Linked DNA regions of Mus musculus: all the other regions are linked to region 5. A link is a contact called in public HiChIP or PLAC-seq, Micro-C and promoter capture Hi-C data. All regions are on one chromosome and are shown on one strand. Each heading gives the region's core, a stretch centred on a gene start, on an enhancer-like site or on the middle of the called end of the contact. The rest is flanking DNA. Distances are from core to core; before and after follow the strand shown. Region 1 holds the start of Glis1 (GLIS family zinc finger 1). Region 2 overlaps Zyg11a (zyg-11 family member A, cell cycle regulator). Region 3 overlaps Gm46889 (a long non-coding RNA gene). Region 4 holds the start of Echdc2 (enoyl Coenzyme A hydratase domain containing 2). Region 5 holds the start of Czib (CXXC motif containing zinc binding protein). Region 6 holds the start of Shisal2a (shisa like 2A).

What was found. Promoter capture Hi-C pulls out the DNA fragments that hold promoters and counts their contacts. A called contact is a pair of places that touch in the nucleus more often than the background predicts. HiChIP or PLAC-seq counts read pairs in DNA pulled down with a chosen protein or histone mark.
Region 1: a Micro-C map of embryonic stem cells shows a contact between it and region 5, with 3 times the contacts expected there. The contact joins the promoter of Glis1 here to the promoter of Czib in region 5. A contact is called at or near these places in 2 of 39 promoter capture datasets (cranial neural crest and hippocampal neurons), 1 of 484 Hi-C or Micro-C datasets (embryonic stem cells), 1 of 115 datasets of contacts at active chromatin or transcription factors (embryonic hindbrain) and 1 of 9 other capture datasets (adipose tissue).
Region 2: a contact with region 5 is called in a promoter capture Hi-C map of cranial neural crest. The contact joins the enhancer-like site here to the promoter of Czib in region 5. A contact is called at or near these places in 7 of 39 promoter capture datasets (the 3T3-L1 cell line, cranial neural crest, embryonic stem cells and 4 more), 1 of 484 Hi-C or Micro-C datasets (the G1E-ER4 cell line), 5 of 115 datasets of contacts at active chromatin or transcription factors (embryonic stem cells, extraembryonic endoderm stem cells, neural tube and 1 more) and 2 of 9 other capture datasets (embryonic stem cells and pancreatic islet).
Region 3: a contact with region 5 is called in an H3K4me3 HiChIP or PLAC-seq map of bone marrow-derived macrophages, with 5 times the contacts expected there. The contact joins the enhancer-like site here to the promoter of Czib in region 5. A contact is called at or near these places in 3 of 39 promoter capture datasets (cranial neural crest, neural stem cells and pre-B cells), 1 of 15 datasets of contacts at CTCF or cohesin (large pre-B cells), 9 of 484 Hi-C or Micro-C datasets (embryonic stem cells, group 2 innate lymphoid cells, liver and 3 more), 4 of 115 datasets of contacts at active chromatin or transcription factors (bone marrow-derived macrophages, effector CD8 T cells and embryonic stem cells) and 1 of 9 other capture datasets (liver).
Region 4: a contact with region 5 is called in a promoter capture Hi-C map of second pharyngeal arch cranial neural crest. The contact joins the promoter of Echdc2 here to the promoter of Czib in region 5. A contact is called at or near these places in 14 of 39 promoter capture datasets (the 3T3-L1 cell line, the C10 cell line, cranial neural crest and 10 more), 4 of 484 Hi-C or Micro-C datasets (embryonic stem cells, forebrain and nephron progenitors), 8 of 115 datasets of contacts at active chromatin or transcription factors (the NIH/3T3 cell line, embryonic forebrain, embryonic stem cells and 2 more) and 5 of 9 other capture datasets (adipose tissue, embryonic stem cells, liver and 2 more).
Region 6: a contact with region 5 is called in an H3K4me3 HiChIP or PLAC-seq map of bone marrow-derived macrophages, with 3 times the contacts expected there. The contact joins the promoter of Shisal2a here to the promoter of Czib in region 5. A contact is called at or near these places in 3 of 39 promoter capture datasets (3T3-L1-derived adipocytes, embryonic stem cells and hematopoietic stem and progenitor cells) and 2 of 115 datasets of contacts at active chromatin or transcription factors (bone marrow-derived macrophages and embryonic stem cells).

The regions. Positions count from the first base shown.
Region 1 is chr4:107,433,385-107,436,404 of GRCm38.p6, forward strand. Glis1 (GLIS family zinc finger 1) reads left to right here and starts at 1,335. Exons shown (of 11, transcript NM_147221.2): 1 at 1,335-1,513; 2 at 2,256-2,553. The coding sequence starts at 2,298. It overlaps Gm46866 (Holliday junction resolvase MOC1, chloroplastic-like), which reads right to left and starts at 1,871. Exons shown (of 2, transcript XM_030253946.1): 1 at 896-1,871; 2 at 393-697. The coding sequence starts at 1,681. The coding sequence ends at 1,049.
Region 2 is chr4:108,195,365-108,198,216 of GRCm38.p6, forward strand. Zyg11a (zyg-11 family member A, cell cycle regulator) reads right to left here. Exons shown (of 14, transcript NM_001167936.3): 5 at 780-956. Among named protein-coding and RNA genes, the nearest start is that of Zyg11a, 21 kb to the right of the region's middle. Within about 2 kb of position 1,272, at least 14 of the 459 cell types and tissues checked have an H3K27ac peak or open chromatin away from gene starts, as enhancers often do. A contact at or near this core is called in embryonic stem cells, where this site is marked.
Region 3 is chr4:108,345,700-108,348,949 of GRCm38.p6, forward strand. It overlaps Gm46889 (a long non-coding RNA gene), which reads right to left. Exons shown (of 2, transcript XR_001784545.1): 2 at 1-58. Among named protein-coding and RNA genes, the nearest start is that of Gm46889, 3.9 kb to the right of the region's middle. Within about 2 kb of position 1,617, at least 99 of the 459 cell types and tissues checked have an H3K27ac peak or open chromatin away from gene starts, as enhancers often do. A contact at or near this core is called in bone marrow-derived macrophages, group 2 innate lymphoid cells, liver and 1 more, where this site is marked.
Region 4 is chr4:108,163,857-108,167,054 of GRCm38.p6, forward strand. It overlaps Echdc2 (enoyl Coenzyme A hydratase domain containing 2), which reads left to right and starts at 1,581. Exons shown (of 10, transcript NM_026728.4): 1 at 1,581-1,805. The coding sequence starts at 1,673.
Region 5 is chr4:107,888,341-107,891,299 of GRCm38.p6, forward strand. It overlaps Czib (CXXC motif containing zinc binding protein), which reads left to right and starts at 1,486. Exons shown (of 8, transcript NM_001347160.1): 1 at 1,486-1,556; 2 at 1,779-1,862. The coding sequence starts at 1,551.
Region 6 is chr4:108,382,038-108,384,988 of GRCm38.p6, forward strand. It overlaps Shisal2a (shisa like 2A), which reads right to left and starts at 1,618. Exons shown (of 3, transcript NM_001099303.2): 1 at 1,125-1,618. The coding sequence starts at 1,306. It overlaps Gm32297 (a long non-coding RNA gene), which reads left to right and starts at 1,186. Exons shown (of 6, transcript XR_003955247.1): 1 at 1,186-1,346.

The DNA.
Region 1 (3,020 bases), core at 85-2,584, 460 kb before region 5:
CTTGTTGCTTCTGGCCATGAATGTGGGGGTGGTGTTAAGTAAAATGTCAAGGTACTTCCAATTCCTTCTGCTGTTTCTAAGTCTCCAAACAAATAAGGTATAGGAAATTAAATCTTTTTTTAAAAAACTTTTTTTTTTCTTCCGAGACAGGGTTTCTCTGTATAGCCCTGGCTGTCCTGGAACTCACTTTGTAGACCAGGCTGGCCTCGAACTCAGAAATCCGCCTGCTGGGATTAAAGGCGTGTGCCAGCATGCCTGGCAAATCTTAACTTTTTGTGACTGGAAAAAAAAAATCTTTGTTTTGTTAAGATGCTGGGAAACTGCTTGGGTTGTCTTCCTGTGTGGAACCCCAGTCTGTGAACCAGGCCGGTTGCAGAAACACACTTCCACAGTTTAAGACTAAGGTCCTCTATTCTCAAACATTTTGTGCATAGTGGGAGATGTTGACAGCATGCAGAGACATTTTGGGGCTACCCTAGATCCTTCAGTAGACCCCAGAAAATCGGTCAGAGACATGAACGAACACCCCATTTTGCACGCTTCAGGGATGGGGGCTGACCCATTGCTTCTAGTCACTATGAAGCCTCATCAAGGGCTCTTCCTACAGTTGAGACCCTGCTGCCTGGAGCGCGGAGGACATGGCAAGGAATGGGTACAGGAGAACGCGGAGCTCCTCTCTCGTCTGGATGAACCCTTTCTAGAAAACAACACGAAAGTAAAGTGAGAAAGTGGGCTGAGGCCTGGGTTCAGATGACAAAGGCCAGCTTTGCTATGACTTGCAGTGAAATCTGTGCCACTTGAAGTGAGCTGGTTAGAGTCTGCAAAACCAAAACAACTTGTCAAGCACTTCTGTATTTGTTACCTCCGCTTAGCAGGTACCGCCATTCCCATTTACCCGGGAGAAAACGCGACCCGGGGAGGAGCAGAATCCCGCCGGGGAGCAGAGGAAGCCGGGTTGTGCTGGCTCTGCCTTCGGCTGGCCTCCTCCTCTGGCAGCCGCAGAGTCCGGCGGCGTCCCGGCAGCCGGCGTGCAGGGCTCCGGCCGCTGTCAAAACCTCAGCCTGGGCGCGCGCCGCCCCGCCCAGGCCCCCAGGCGAGCGGCACGCCCTCGAGCCGCCATTGGCTTGGTCCGGCAGCCCCCAAGAGTCGCGGCCCGAGCGGCTGTGGGCAGCAGCGGGCCGCCCCGCCCCCGGGGTGTCGCCCCGTAGGACGCGGCGGCCGTGGCGGTGGCGGCGGCGGCTGCGGGGGCTGCGGCGCCAGAGGAGGCGCGCCGTGCTGTGTGCCCCGCGAGCCGCTGCGCCCGCGGCGAGGTGAGAAGGGGCGCGGCCGGCGCCGGGGACCCAGTGGCGTCCGAATCCGGGAGCTCTGGGGTGGCGCGGGGCTCGCCGAGGGGCGAGGCGAATTTGGGGGCCCTGAGGCCTCGCTCTCGCGGGAATGATGCTGGAAATGATGCTGAGGCTCCGGCGTGAGACTTGCGGCTGCCGGCGGAGCGGAGTGTGAGCCGGTGAATGGGGTGTGTGGCATGGCTGGTCTCGGAGGGCGCATCGACGGGTCGCGAGTGTGCGTGCGAGCCGGCGTGCGTGGGCGACTCTGGCTGTGCGGGCTCCCGGGCGCCGGGGCTCCTGGATTTACGGCTCTCGAGTGCGCTTTGTGGGCTCGCGCAGTGGGCGTGCGCGCTCATCCTCAGCCCGGTGTCTGGCTAGTGGCGGGGCTCGCGGAAATTCTGCGTCTGCACCCGGCGGCGGTGCGTGTTCAGTGCCTGGGCTCTGCTCAGCCCGCCCCGGGGCACCTAGAGGTGCGCAGCCAGGGACCCATCTGAGTCTTTCCCTGCTCCCCTGTGACCCTGCTCTGGGAGTCAGGCTGCTGCCCTCTCCCTGTCCCTTTAGGGAATTCCGGACAGGAACTCCCATCCCATCCTAGTTTACTGCCCTCTCCCTGTCCCTTTAGGGAACTCCCATCCTATCCTTGGTCTTAGTTTTGCCATTCGTCTGAAGAGGGCTGACCCTGGGTGGAAGCGGATTAGGGTGGGAGGGCGCAGGGGATTCTCCGGAACGTGCGGGCCTAGGGCGACGGCAGCGAAAGCGGGACGACCACGGTGCGCGGGGTCAGGTGGCTCAGGGAATGGGGTCGGTGTGGTGACGCTAACTTTTTTTTTTTTTTTGAGATCAGGACTAAATAGAACGTGACTGCCCAAACTGTGATCTAGGGATGGAGTTTCCCGCTTTCTAAAGCTCGGTGCTTTCTTCCCTCCGCAGGAGCCTGGCGCGACCCCCAGCCGTGCGCCCCGCCCCGGCGCCATGCATTGCGAGGTGGCCGAGGCACTTTCGGACAAGAGGCCAAAGGAGGCCCCTGGTGCTCCTGGCCAGGGCCGCGGGCCTGTCAGCCTGGGAGCGCACATGGCCTTCAGGATTGCTGTGAGTGGTGGCGGCTGCGGGGACGGGAACCCGCTAGACCTGCTGCCTCGGCTACCGGTGCCACCACCACGTGCCCACGATCTCCTTCGGCCCCGGAGCCCTCGAGACTATGGTGTGTCCAAGACCGGCAGCGGGAAGGGTGAGTTCCACCGCACCAGTGTGCTGACCGCGGGCATGCTGAGGTCAGGTCTGTGGTACCGGTGTCTCTGCCACCGGCTCTGTAGGGATTCTAGAACTTCATGGAACTTCCTTAAGAGTTCCTTAATGTCTCAGTATCTCTGTAGTTGATTGGGACTCGCCTGTCAGTCTGAACTGATGCCTGGAAGCATCCAATTTAAACCAAATAGGCATGTTTGAGAAGGAGATGTGTATGTAGAAAGCTTACATTACATAATTTTGCTTCTATATGTTTCTGATGAAAGTCGTGTGAAATGTCAAAATTTTATTGTACATTAGTATCTAGTAATTTTTTCTAAGCAACGGAAGGCATATTTTGAACTATCACAGTCTCTCTAAGAAAGGAAGGAAGGAAGAAAGAAAGAAAAGACAAAACCAAATGGAGGATTTTAGTAGGACCTCTTCCTTAGGAACCTCAGTTTTCTCATC
Region 2 (2,852 bases), core at 22-2,521, 310 kb after region 5:
ATTTATGTAGATAGGGAGAGAAAAAGAATGTGTATGCACATGTGTGTGTGTGTCAGAGAGGGGGAGGGAGAAGAGGTATGAGAGCATGTGTGTGTGTGTGTGTGTCTCTCTCTCTCTCTCTCTCTCTCTCTCACACACACACACACACACACACACACACACACACACACACACACACACGCAGGGGCCAGGAAGCAACTTATGCAAGGTTTCTCCTTTCACCATGTGAATCTCAAGGATCGAATCCTTAAGGTTTGGCGCTTTTACCTCCTAAGCCATCTCATTGGCCCCAACTCAACTTTCTTTCTCCCCCTGGGGTTTCTGTTTGTTAGAGTGAGGGTCTCCTGTAGCCCTAGCTGACCTTGACCTGAACATCTGAACCTACAGCTCCCACCTCCCAAGTGCTGGGATTACAGGTGAGCACCACCACACCTCGCCTGATGTGCTAATAGATTTGTCTTAGCAAATGGTTTTGTCTTTATTTTTGTATTTTTGGTTCTCTGAGACAGGGTTTCTCTGTGTTGCCCAGGCTGTCCTGGAACTCACTCTGTAGACCAGGCTGGCCTCAAACTCAGAAGTCTGCCTGCCTCTGTCTCTCAAGTATTGGGATTAAAGGCGTGCGCCACCAAGCCTTTTGAGCTTGATTTCTTATCCATATTTCCTACTTCTTTCTATAACATTAAGCCCTATTTTATCCTTAAAAACAGCAACTCAATAATACATATTTTCATAAATGTGTTTTAAGGTTAAAAATCAGTCAAGTATTTAGTTCAAATTACCTGTTGGTAGTAGGGGAAATTTTTCGTTGCTTTGAAAAGTAGATCGGTGATCTCTGCCAACAGACGAACAGGCATTCCCCTGGCCAGTTCCTGGCGTGTTAGGTTGAGAGCGCAAGCACTGGCTGTGAACTGCACTGGCAGATCCAATGGATGATTCCTCATTCCTATAGCCACAAGCTGAAGATAAACTTGTTTTTAGTGGGATTCAACTCTAGGGCCTTAGTCGCTCAGAGGCGCAGGGACTGAGCAGCCAGTGCCCATGGGAAAAGCCGGCAATGGCTTGGAGCCAGAACAGATGGCGGCTCACTGCAGCTAGGAGCCACCTTCCCAGAGTGGGTGAAGGTCAGACAATAGGCTAGCCCAGCATGGTGGGGCATGAGGGCCTGCATCTACGCTGGTGCTTGTGGGTGAAAGCCGCAACAGGCAAGAGTTGGGTGGAGAGAGGGACTGAGCAGAGACAGGGCCAGGAGCCATCAGGCAGTACAACTTGCTAGCTGAGCAGCAGAGAGACCTGGCAGAGTCCAATTACAGACACATGGAACTCCACAGTGAGGGTGGGAGGAGGGGAGAAAAGTCAACAAACTTGGGAAGATACTTAGGAAGTCCTTAAGGAGAGAGTTAGAGATTGAAAAGAAAAATATTTTCTATGCTAAAAAATGGAAAATGCAATGACACAATGCATCTGGATCCCATATGCTTTTGTTCCACTTATCAACATACAAATAATTTTTGTTTTCAGTAACAATTACAATTTTATGTCCCTTTTAAAGAGAGATCAGGAGAAAGAAGACTTAGATAAGGAAATGACTAAAAAAATTCTAGCTAAGTTATGAACAATAGAACAAAATTTAGACAATCCTATGAATCATAAAGAAATTTCAGAGGAATCTAACCCAAAACCTAAAGGGCCACCTTATGATGAAAGAACAGAATGGCAGCCTATTAAATTCCTAGTTAAAAAGACTTATGCTGAGTTAAGAATACAGATTATGTTTAATGAAGCCACCTGAGAACAATATCACAGAATGTGTTTCATTTTATAGAATCTGAAAATTTTAAATATGTACATGTGTTAATACACCATACGGGTGATGCAGAATTCCAAGGGGCTGCTCTGCCTTGAATTCTGAAAGGAATGATTCTGAGATTTCACACTTATTAGAGATGGTGGCTCTCTTGGAGATGCCTTTAGAGATTGAAGCTGATGATACTTCAACATATGTATCAATTAGAATATGAGATTATGGGGCTGGAGAGATGGCTCAGTGGTTAAGAGCACTGACTCTTCTTCCTGAGGTCCTGAGTTCAATTCCCAGCAACTACATGGTGACTCACAACCATCTGTACTGGAATCCAATGCCCTCTTCTGGTGTGTCTGAAGACAGCTACAGTGTACGCATATACATAAAATAAATAAAATCTTTTAAAAAAAGAATATAAGATTATTTTAAGCATTGTGGCATTAAATACATTACTGGCATATCTCACAAACCTACAGGACAAGCAGTTGTACAGAGAGATCTAACACAACCGTAAAGGAAATGCTCATAGACCAGAAGGGGTTAAGGAATCTCGCAGAGACAGACTAATGCTTTACTGACTTTAAATTTTTTATATGCCAATGAGAAAGGCAGCACAGATGCTGAAATAGAAAGGAGGGATGAATTAAATCAGTTTTTATATGTGAAAACCTTAGAATGGAAGGCAGGAGATGTGTTGAGTTGTGGAAGAGGTTTCTTGCCTTTGTTTCAACAGGAGAAGAAAAGCTACAGATTCCATCAAAATTAATAAAGATTAAGTTAGACAGGGAAGGCTTCCTAAAAATCTTGGCAGCAGACATGAAGGGGAAGAAACCAAGAACAACAAGACAGAGCAGAAGGACCAGACACCAAAGAAGACAAGGAGCCCAGGTGATCCTTCCTCACAGAGGGCCTCAAGTGCAAGTCCCACAAAAGTCTCAATCCAGAAAAATGTCTATGTGGCCAGCCAGATCGTCCAGCGTTAGGAACTGTTCCAGGCAGGACGTCAGGTGAGCCCTGCACTCACTTCCTCATCACACAGAGACTGCACAAC
Region 3 (3,250 bases), core at 367-2,866, 460 kb after region 5:
TGTGTTCAGGTAGATAAGAAAGTGATCGTTCCGACAGGTCCTTGGGATGGTTAAGCAACTGCGAAGGCAGATTCTTTAGTTAGGTCATTGTTTCTTGCCCCATTGTTTTGTTAGCTTCTGTGGGAGTCTAGCCTTTAAAACCCGGCTGCCATCATTTAACTATCTGGGGAGCAAAGGAAGGGGCTTTCTGGGGAGGGGGGTTGATGGCATAGAGCAGCTGCAAGAGGTAGGCCTGGGGCGGGGGGGGGGGCTTGGGGCCCCTCTCTTTCCTCTGCTGCCTGAACACACTCCCTGAGAACAGCAGGCGCCCAGTGGAAGCTGTTCCCAGCTGTTGCCCCTCCTCTGGCCTGAGAAGTGCCAATTGTATTACATACAGTTTATGTATCAGTCCTCTGTACTGTTTAAATCGGAAAGACAGCCCTTTCCCCAACGTGTCTCCCACCCCCATGCCACTGTATTTGGCTCCTTCTTGTTCCTTGGGTTTCTGCATCAGGGATTTGCCTGTAGTCTGTGTGAGCTACCACCAAAAGGTGGCCAGTACACACATGCTAACTGTGGGGGTGGATGTGTTTGATAACTACTAACAGACATTGTATACCTTGAATATATACACTTCCATTGGTAAGTTTATTAGGAATGAAATGAGAAAGAAACAACAGAAGTACCCAGGTTGCCTATACTGGATTTTCTCCTGGAACCCCTTCCGTCTCTGGCCTCCTGGTCTGGAAGGCTGCATGTTCCTCCAGGCTGCAGTGATGCAGTGGCCCCTGTGTCTACACATAGCCGTCACCCATCAGAACATCCATGACACTTGCCATCCTCTGCAGACCAGGTTGGCCTCAAATTCTGATAAGAGATCTGCCTGCCTCTGCCTCCCAAATTGTAGGATTAAAGGCATGTACCACCACCACCTGTCTGATAAAACATCTTTAATAAGGCAATATAAAAGAAAGCATTTGGTTGGGACCCAGTTCCTGGTAACACACCTTCTCCAATAGGGCTACACCTTTTACTTCTTCCCAAATAGCCAACTGGAGACCAAGATTTAGCTATATGAACCTATTGGGGCCTCTTCATTCAAACATCCACAGCTGTCGGCTCAGCTTGCTACATTGCCAAGGCTAGCCCTGAATTAGTGGAATCCTTACAGTACTAGGATTACACACCACCAGCTATGTAACAAGATCCTTGAGAACTACCAAGGGCACCAGGAAGCGGTTACCCATGCCTTTAATCCCAGCGGATCTCTGTGAGTCTGAAGCCAGCCTGGTCTACAGAGACGGTTCAGGACAGACAGGGCTACACACAGAATCCCTGTTTTGAAAAACCAAAAGAGAAAGAAAGGAAGGACTGAGCTGGGCAATGTGGCACGTGCCTTTAATCCCAGCACTCGGGAGGCAGAGGCAGGCAGATTTCTGAGTTCGAGGCCAGCCTGGTCTACAAAGTGAGTTCCAGGACAGCCAGGGCTATACAGAGAAACCCTGTCTCGAAAAACCAAAACCAAAACCAAAACCAAAAAAAAAAAAAAAGGAAGAACTGCCAAGAGGGAGTGAACCTAGAAGGATGACTCACGGGTAAAGCGCTTATTGTGCAAACATGTGGAACAGAGGTCAGATCCTCAGAACCAAGAAAGCCAGGTGGGTGTGGTCATCGTCCTACAATCCCACAACTGGGGTGATGGAGGCAAGGGATCCCCAGAACAGGCAGAACTAGTTAGACTGGTCCACATCAGCCATCTCTGGATACAGGTGAGAGACCCTGCCCAATAAGTAAGGTGGAGAGTGGTCAAGGGAGATACTTGCTGTCAGACTCTGGGCTCCACTTGCATGCACGGGTAAACATGAAGGCCCACGGATACCTGTCTCACAAACATATCAACATGCAAAAGACTTACCTCATCCCCGACTCCACAATGACCTAAAACTCTCCCTTAAGGGCCCTCCTCCCAGAGGTTCTGCCACCTCCCCACAGCAGGGCTCTGGGAACAAAGCTTGTCCATCCGTGAAGGGACAGGTGAGCCTCAGGCAAGCACAGCCTTGCCCTCCGCTCCTCCTTACTCCCTCAGCCAGCACTGCGGCTGGATGCTGGGGACACAGAGCCCCTGACAGCATTTGTCACTTAGGAGCTCATGGTCCCCATCATGACTGACCACTGTCTGAGTACAAACTGTTCTAGTCCTCTCCACAACCCTACAAGGAAACGTTTATTCTCTCCATTTTTCAGACAGAGAGACCAAGTCTCGGCCAATGTAGCTAGTAGGAACACAACAGACCCTGTGGACAGCAACTGGGATTAAGACTTGGTCCTGAGCCGGGCGTGGTGGCGCACGCCTTTAATCCCAGCACTAGGGAGGCAGAGGCAGGCAGATTTCTGAGTTCGAGGCCAGCCTGGTCTATAAAGTGAGTTCCAGGACAGCCAGGGCTATACAGAGAAACCCTGTCTCGAAAAAAAAAAAAAAGACTTGGTTCTGCCTGCAGCCTTCCATTCAGATGCTGGAAACCAAGCAGCACACATACGGTATCTTGAGGCTTGAGTAGATTCTGGGGAACAGGAGTTAGAAGCTAAGGCCAGCTGCAGTGGGACATGGTGTCCCCACAGCTCCCTCTGTGCTCCAGAGTCCTCTTGGCTTGGCTACACGGATGGCCCAGGAGAACATGCCTAAGCTGGCTATTCTGCTCACCTTTAGCAAACTGCCCCTGGGCCAGGGTTCCCTGAGGGAACCTGAACCAAGCTGGGTTCCATTACTCCAGGAATAGCAGCTGACACTGCTCCCCACCCACCGATGGCTTCTGACCAGGTTCCCCGAGGCCCCAGCAGTCTCCAGAAGCCAGTGGCAGCAAGCTGTGATCAGGAAGCTGCTGTGGGGTAGGTAGGAATAGTGACCTTAATTGCCTTCTGTGTACAGGGGCCTCCTGGAAGAGAGTGCCTGGGAGGAAGGCTGGGGCCTGTTTTGCAGATGAGGAAATGGGATGGGGGTGGGGACTCAGATATAGTTTGCCCAAGGTCACGGTGAGTGCGTGGTAGGCCTGGAGTTGAGCTTAGACTGGCCCTGCTGTGACCCTGATTCTGTGAGAAGGAAGGAGTACTCTTAGGACCTCAGAAGGGTCCTGGCATGGCAGACAATTTCCCAGGCCTCAGAGTTGGTGCCTCAGGGGAATGTGGCCCAGAATCCTATAAACAGCAGGGATGAGGGACTGCGTATTTATAACCCTAGCCCTCCAGTTGCTACAGATTCAAGGCCTATAGAATG
Region 4 (3,198 bases), core at 331-2,830, 280 kb after region 5:
CATTGTGGGAGAGGGGTGAAATGCCTTTTGTTACTATGTATCAGGAAGGAAGGATTTTCCCATGCAGCTCTGAGGTCCAGGGATCTTTGTAATGCATACTTTTCTGATGTCTGCCCTTAGAACCTCCCTAACCTCCACTTCTGCAAGGCACACATTGTTGGCACTAAGAACTGCCAGTCCTTCTGACTAGCACTAGAAACAAACTCATCGAATTTGAATGTGAATTGGGTCTAGAGCTTGTAACTCTTGCACGTACCCTTAATCGATATCCAGCTCCCACGTGATGGCTCACAAATGTCTGTAACTCCAGTTTCAGATGACACCTCTATGGCTCTGTGGGCTCCAGGCTAACTTGTGGTACACATGCACACATAGGCAAAGCACTCATGCACAAAAAATACAAATAATTTTTTTAGATTAAAAGACTTTAAAAAATTGAGTCAGGGTCTGATTAAATAACCCTGGCTGCCTTTAAGTCACAGCAATCTGCCTGTCTTTCCAGTTAAAAAAGCAAAGACTGTCTGCCCTCTCTCTGTCACTGGAAACCAGGCACACAAGTGGTACACAGGCAAACCCTTCACACAACATAAAGATAGACAAAGTCATCTTGTCTGATATTCACATAGCCATTCCTGGTCTGCAAGAATTCTCTCTCTCCTCTGACTCTGTCTCTGTCTCTCTCTGTCTGTCTCTCTCTCTGTCTCTGTCCTCTCTCTCTGTCTCTCTCTCTCTCTCTGTGTGTCTCTCTCTGTGTCTCTCTCTGCCTCTCTCTCTCTCTCTCTCTCTGACAGCGTCTCAGTGGAGCTCCCTGGCTGACCCAAAAATCAATATGTAGACTAGGCTAGCTTTGAACACAGAAATCTGCCCGAGATCTGGGATTAAAGTCATAGCACCCAGCTTCTTCTTCAGTTTGCTAAACGTGGGATTCTTGACAAACAGGGTTTTGGGTCTTTTTGTTTTTTGTTTTTCCTTTTAGCAGTTTGAAAATAGATTGTATAGTTTGCTGTGTTATTTCGTTTTGTCTGCCACAGGGTGGTCTTCAGATCACTGCGTAGCTACGAATGATCTCTGGCTGTTTGTGGTTCTGTTTGACGGAGACACTCTTCTCCCGCTGCTCCTACACATACGAAAATCAGTGGCTTGAGTTTTACTATTAGATGGCCTGACAAAGCACCCATATCTTGACTGTTCACCCCAGATGCTTGGTTGATTTACCCTGGATTGCCCTTCTTTCCTCTGCAAAGGAAGGCTAGGTGGCCGGTGGAGGACAGAAACTGGCAGTTCATAACTGTGAGCCAAAGTTCTTAGTTAAACTGGGAGGGGCCAGACGCGATCTTACAGCCTCTAGGACAGCAGACCTTGTCAGTGGGTGCAGACCACCCCACAGTGACTGATGAAATGACATGATCTGAGGGTACACGTGAAGAAAGTGCACACAACACATTCAGTTTTGGACACCACCTTCCTAGCCGTGCATTCGGATTAAATCTGCAGCATTCCCAGATTTCACGAAGGAGCTGAACTTGGGGTCTGCAGGCTCGCGGACCGCCGCACCTTTCTCTCCGCCCGTAGGTGGAGCCCTTGGCGAGGCCTCGCCCGCCCCGGAACTACGATTTTCCAGCTCTGCCGAGGAGGTCCCGTTCTCCGCGCCACCTTGCCGGCCTGCTCCCCGATGCTACGCGTACTGCCCCGCGCGCTGCGCCTCCCGTGCTCCTGGAGGTTCTCGGGGGCCCGGGACTGCGCCTCTCACGCGACGACCAGGACACCCGAAATCCAAGTGCAGGCTCTGACAGGTCCCAACCAAGGTAAAGTTGTGTGCTGAGACCCAACACATGGGAAGACTGAGGCGGGAGAGCAGGAGGATTGGATCTCAGGGCTCCCAGGGTAGAAGGGGAGCTCCCCAAACTCTCTAGAGGCCCGGGGAGGTGTGGAGCCGAGAGGAGAGCTGGGAGCAGGGCTGTGCGCCAGGAGATCAGGACAACAGTGCTAGCCAGGACTTTTCCCTCTAGAGCCTTGGCAATGATCGGGGACGGGGGTGGGGGGTGGGGGTGGCGGCGGAGCAAATCTGGCTGGACCTGAGGGGACAACCAGAGAGGGAGGGACGGTCCACAGGGTCCACGGACACACAGGGAAACTTCACAACCATCGGCGGCAGCAAGGTCTTTTATTGTACAAAAATACGCTGTGAAGCGTGGGTATGTTTGTTTGGACCTCAGGTGCGTTAGCTGGGTGCGGATCCTTCTCCAATGTAACCTCATCCCATCTCCGTTCCCATGTTGGATATTGTATTGTTCCTGTCTCTTCCTGTTCTTCTGTTTTATTTGTCTCCCCCTCCCCAAAAACAAAAACAAAAACAAAAACAAAAAACAAAACAGGGTTTCTCTGTGTAACAGCCCTGGCTGTCCTGGGGTTCACTCTGTAGACCAGGCTGGCCCTGAACTTCAGAGATTCACTTGCCTCTGCCTCCCAAGTACTGGGATTAGTGGTGTGTGTCACCACTGTCCCGCTTATTTACTTTTTTTTTTTTTTAAGAGTTATTTATTTATTTATTTATTTATTTTGAGACAGGGTTTCTCTGTGTAGCCCTGGCTGTCCTGGAACTCACTCTGTAGACCAGGCTGGCCTCGAACACAGAAATTCGCCTGCCTCTGACTCCCAAGTCCAAGTGCTAGGATTAAAGGCATACGCCACCACGACTGGCTTATTTATTTATTTCATGTATGTCGGTACACTGTCTCTTGTTTTCAGACCCACCAGAAGAGGGCATCGGATCCTATTACAGATGGTTGTGACCCACCATGTGGTTGCTGGGAAATGAACTCAGGACCTCTGGAAGAGCAGTCAGTGCTCTTAACCTCTGAGCCATCTCTCCAGCCCCTTATTTACTATTTTTATTACTGAATGTGAGTGGTTACATTTGCCACTGGGCACATTTTTTAAAAGGTCATTTCTTATCTCCTTTGCTGGCCTCTCTGTCTGTGCATCACATGAGTGCCTGTGGAGGCTGGAAGAGGTGTTCTTACCCCAGAACTGGAGTGACAGAGGGTTGTGAACGGCCATATGAGATCTGGGACTTGAACCCAGATTCTCTGGAAGAGCAGCCTGTGTTCTTATCTGTGGAGCCATCTTTCCAGCCTCCACTTGGAGGTCTTGCTGGCCTCTCGAATCAATTTTCACTTGCACAGATGGCATTGCACT
Region 5 (2,959 bases), core at 236-2,735:
TTACTTAAATTTCATGGCTTGCTGAAAATAGCTGATTAGATGGCATCAGAAGGAATGGGACTTGATAGGGTTCATTGGTCTGAAGGGACACGAGCCTAAATACATATCCTTAGAGACATTCCATTCTGAGACAAGGTCCCAAGCATCCTCAAGACTTTTCATACTCCGTTAGGGATATCATTAATATGTGACATGTCAGGATGCCAGACTTCTGAGACACTTAAAGACCAGTCTGGTGGTGTCCAACAGGCAGGGGGATGGCTCAGCGGTTAAGAGAACTTGCTGCTGTAGTAGATGACCTCATTTCTGTTCCTAACATCCATAGGGTGGCTCTATCAGTGTGTCACAGAGTGTTGCGGCCGGCTCACATGTCTGGGTTCTAGCCTGGGAGGCATCTTGGAATCTGGAAGAGAAGAGGGAGCTAGGCGGCGGGAGAGAGAATGGAACCAAGACAACTAGTCTGCTCAAGGTTCAATTTTACTATTCCCAGGCACTGGTTTATGAAGAAGGGGAAGGAACCCATTCCCGCCAAATCATCCTTGGAGTCCAGTTTCAGGTGACAACTTGATTAACTCCGGAACTGCTAGGCGGCAGGCAGTAGCAGTGGGAGTGGTAGAACGATAAGGTGGCAGGCTCCAACCCCCCCCCCCATGCTCTCTTCGTGCTATCAGTGAAACCTGTTCAGCCAGGTTTCAGGCTGAGGGGGGGGAGGGTACAAGAGGGTTATTTATGGTGCCCTCTTTTAGCCTTGGTGGGAGCTGCATGCATGTGGAGCACATACATACTACCTGCCAAAACCAAAATAAAATTTAAAAAGACTGGGCCATAAAAGTGGGAGCCAAGCATGGTGACACACGCCTTTAATCCCAGCATTCGAGAGGCAGAGGCAGGTGGATCTCTTTTGAGTTCGAGGCCAGCCAGGTCTACAAAGCGAGTCTAGGAGAGCCAGGGCTATAATTACACAGAGAAACCCTGTCTCTAAAAAATAAAAATGGGGCATGTTTTCGAATGTTGGTGCTCCCAGCTCCTGCAGTGTCGGTTAAATATATGACTAAGGTGGGGGAAAGTCAGCTCTGTTCAGGCATAGCTACCACGAGGACATGGACACAGGGCAACCCTGTGGGAAAAGTCGCAGCATCAAATCGTGTACATCCAGTGGGCAGTTTAGAGGGCGACTACCCATCATCTGGGAGGCTGCAGCGTAATCTGAGCCTCAGGACCACAGGTAGTGAGAAGTCGGATAGAGAACCGAGAGCCTAGAGAGGTCTGGCAGAGGTTTCCAGCCCGACTATCTTGCCTGCTCAGTGAAGGCACAGATTGAGAATCAGGAACCATCTCTGGCATTTGCGTTTACATCGGTTCCAGCAAACCTACCGAAAACAGCCGAGCCCGGCAGGTTAAGGAGGGACAAGCTAGAAAACGCCAGCCTACAGTACCACTCACTAACGCCCCGCTCCCCGCCCACCCGCACTGAGGCTGCGCGGCGACGCCGGCCTTTTACGACGGGTCGGAAAGCAGCTGTCGCAGCGACTTAACGTGGACCGGCAGCTATGGGGGTAAGGAGAGGCTAGTCGCCATTGGGGCATCCCGTCTGGTAGTAGCCCAGTGAGAGATGGGTCCGAGGCGGCGAGGGGCTCAGAGTGGCGAGCTCAGAGCAGGAGAGAATGGAAGGCGTGAGGCTCGGGTGGCGGGGCTTGAGTCGGGAGGGGCGGGGTGGGGCGTGGCACGCAGCTGAGCGGACGAGGCCTTGCACTCAGCGTGTCCCGCCCTCTTCTCAGAAAATCGCACTGCAGCTCAAAGCCACGCTGGAGAACGTCACGAACCTTCGGCCAGTGGGCGAGGACTTCCGGTGGTACCTGAAGGTGCGACGGAAGGCGGGTTCCTCTAGGGAAGGGAGGAGCATCCGGAGGCAGTGGGGCATCTTAGGGCTCAGGGCCCAGCCTTGATCACAGTGTTGAACTGGGAGCTTTTCTAAAAGTTCCACCGGGTCTGAGGTGCTTAACCAGGCATCTAAGTGAGATCTTCAGGATGGAATTTTAGATTTTATTTTTATTGATTAAACGTTAGTCTTATGTAATCTAGGCTGGCCTTGCGCTCTTTATGTAGCGAGGGATGACTTTGAACTCCTGATCTTCTTACTAGGATTACAGATGTTCGGCCTCCTCACACGGTGGAGTTTTGTGGTTTTATCCCTCTTCTGTTCTGGCGGGTATATCTGAATTTGGGGCCTCACGCTAGCACTCTCCTGATGTGAAATCCTTCCAGCTCTTAGTTTATAAACATACACGGAACAAAATATCATTTGAAGGGACCCTGTGCTTACTTAATATAGTGAATAAACCCACCTTGTTTTATTTGCTGGCTTTACTTATTGGGAAAGTTGGCCACCCTTTGACCTCACACAGTGCTAGTAAACTGGGTAGGTACCCTGCCCTAGAGGCCCAAACAGTGTGACACCCTTCATCGTCCCAGGCTGTGCTTTATTCTCCTAGTCTATCTCAGTGCCTCACATACCCAACCAAAGCCATAACTGATCACTCTTATTCCGCCACCCCCGCCCCAGCACTAGACAAGTGCAACACCATCGCACCCACAGCTCCTATTTCAAAATGTTTGGAGCAGGAGTTCCAGGGCCCATCTGAAGAACTTTGACTTGAAGAAACACAGAATAACAAAGGAGAGAGAAACAGAAACAAAATGACAACCCGTTAACCCCAGACTCAGGACCCCTAAGCACAGAACCAACCAGCAGAGTTGCTGGGGGCTTGAGACAACCTGGAGTCCCCAGCCAAATGGCACAGATTCTAGAGGAGGGCAGGGGTGCCAACATCAGAAACACCTTGTTCTTACTTGGAGATAAATCGGCTCATGTCCCTATTGGATGCTGTAAGAATCCCCTAGAAGATAGGATGGGTCTAGAGGCACTCACTTGTATCCCAGTACTTGGAAAGCAGAGGCA
Region 6 (2,951 bases), core at 368-2,867, 490 kb after region 5:
TCTGCCTTAATCAGAAATGGAGACAATGATAGGTCATTTCCCTCTGGTAGATAAAGAGCCAGGAAGACCAGGAAAGCACACAGTCTTCTGCTCGTGTACTGTTAGGGACAAAAAACTCTCCATGGACCACCCCAGTTTTGCTGACACCTCTTACCCAGAGCAGGGGGAGGATCAGGCTCTACTTTCTGGATCCCTTTGGGGACTCAGAGGTATTAAGACCTACTGTCCTCCATCTCCATACTTAGGTTTCAGGATTGTCAGAGTTGGCCCAAGCAACCCAGTTTCTGAACGGCCAGGGAAAATGAAATATTTGCACCCAGACCCCACTATTAAAATGGTTGGAACTGGCCTCTGCTGTGGCATTATGCCACTGTGTCACACTGAACTTGCAGGAAGCCTTGACCCCCAGGTTTATGAGCATAGAGTACACCCCCAGGACTCAAGTATAAGTGTCCAGTAAAGAGAGTGAGAGGGAAGGGAAGGGCTGAGGCTGGGCTGAGATGGGGTTGGGTTGGAGCATCAGGTGAGGATGAAGGTTTGAGGTTGTGGTTTGGATGTAGGTCTAAAGCCAATTAAAGTCAAGTTGTGGGTAAACAGATGAGACGGTTTACAGGCAGGCTTGAGGAGGAGGCTGAGGCAGGTTAAGATTGCAGTAGTAATAGGGAATTCATAAAGCTGGGCTTGGGACTGTGCTGGTACCCGGAACAGCATCCAGAGCTCAGAGCCGCTGTGAGGACTAAGGGTAGAGTTAGGGATTCCTCTGTATGTCTGAAGATAGTATTTGCTGTTAGGGTGAAGGTTGGCTTGTGATTTGAGATTATGTTGAGAGTGATGGCAGAGTGAAGTTCAGAATAGGGACAGAATGAGTGCTTTGGGGGTAGTGCTGGTCAGGTTCAAGTGGGGCTCTAAATTATGGTTGGGGTCAGGATGAAGAAGGAGTTGAGATGGGGCTTTAAGGGTTTGATGTGGTACAAAGCAAGAGTAGGATCAGTGAGGAGTAAGGATGATTTGAGGGAAGGGCACTTAGATGAAGGTGGGGGCTTCCAAGAGGCTGGCTTGCGGGTGGGCTAGTGGGATAAGATGGGAGAAGGGGTTCAAGGTGAGGTTAGAGCCAGGGCCTGTACCTGAGCCACCACATGTAGTTGTGCTCGTAGGGGAAGAAGCTGTGCGGGTCGTCGCAGCAGTACTTGTGGTCGCGGAAGCCACAGCAGAAGACAGCAGCCGCTTCGCCCCCTGGCAGCGGGCAGCTGAAGCCGCGCACCACCTCCTGCTCAGCGCTCACGTAGCTCGAGCAGGCGCCGCTCATCGCGCCTCCTTGGCTCCCTGGACGGACGGACCGACAGCGGGTGAGCGAGAGACAACGGCCGGAGACCCCGCAGATCTTGAGAAAGAGCCCGAGGGCCAGGCAGGCAGGGAAGTGCGCAGGTAGAGGCGCTGCAGAGAAAGGCACGGCGAAAGGCGCGGAGGCGCGCGGTGAGGACGGGGCGCCCGGGGACCCGGTGGTCAGGTGCGCGGGCGCGGAGGCAGGGGTGCACGTGGGGACCCAGTCCAGGGTGGGGGCTGCCTCCTCGCCCCGGCTGCCGAGACACCACGCGACAGCCAGAGAGGCAAGGTGGATATTTGAGGCTCTCGCCTGAGCGAGGTACCACCGTGCGGGCCGCCAGGACCCTTCTCTGGGTAGTTGTGTGCTACGCAGAAGACAGGCAGAACGGGGTCCTCTGGGGTTGATGAATAATACTCCATTTAACTGGCAAAGCAACCTGAAGACCAGGGTTTTCATTGTATAGACGGCAGCTGAGAATCAGAGAGAGACAAGTCATTTCCCCAGGCTCCTTAGCTCATGGGATTTCAACCCTGTTGTCTGGCTGACTCTCAGCAAACCTCCTGTATTCCACATTGGCCTGGATGTCTTGATGACTGGCTTCCAACTCCCAAATGCTGGGATTTTGGGTGTGTGTCCACACCCTGCCCTCCAGTAATATTTTCAAAGTCTTGATTGCCTTTCTTTTCCTCTCCTGCTCTCTCTTTGACACACAATGTTCACACACACTCTTAGCACTCCCTGCTCTTGGCCAAAGACATTGAAGCAATTGTCTCAGGAATAAGCCTTTACCCCCACCTCAATTAGGGGTTGCCAACCTTCACAACTTGTTCCTAGACTACAAGGACAGTGTTCTCCTTCCTGTCTGAAGGTGCTTCCGAGCCTCAGTTTCTCCAGTGTACCCTGAGAGGGTGAACAAGGATCTTTGAGGATTTACCCAGTCCCTCCGAGCCTTAGCTCTGCATTTCCACAGAAGAGGATGGTAGGAGATAGTGTGGTGCATCCCTTTGCTGTGGCAGCTGTGTGTGGGATCATGGATCTGCAGGGGGCTGGGTATAAGCCTAACTGACCCCCTTCACGGCTTCTTTTCCCTTTGACCTGTAAGGCAGTTCAGTTCCACAGATGCCATTGTACACCACGCCTCTGACCTGAAGGTCAGATCCGGGCTGGCCCTTGAGAAACAGCTTGGTGGAGGAATCAACAGGGAGGGATCAATATAGGACCAGGATCATAGGCACAGAGGGGCTCTGTGTAAGGGAATAGCAAAGGTTTTAAGAGGGCAATGCTTTTAAAGGTCAGCCAAAACAATAAACAAAAAGGAGCCAGATCTGGTGGCATATGCCACTAGTCCAAACTATTCAGCAGGCTGAGGCAGGAGGATTGCTTCAGTCCAGGAGTTTAAAGCAAGCCTGGCAATACAGATCTCATCTCAAAAATGAGCAAAAACTTACCTTTGGCATGGATGATAGATAATGGTAGATAGATCATTTGCCTAGTATGCATGAGGGCCCTGGTTTTGTTACCAATACCTCAAACCAAGAAGAACTGTTAATATTCCCAGAAAACTCTTCTCTTGAGCTGTTATCACTGAAGACTGGCACTACTCTATTGAAGGCTCATTTTGACCTCT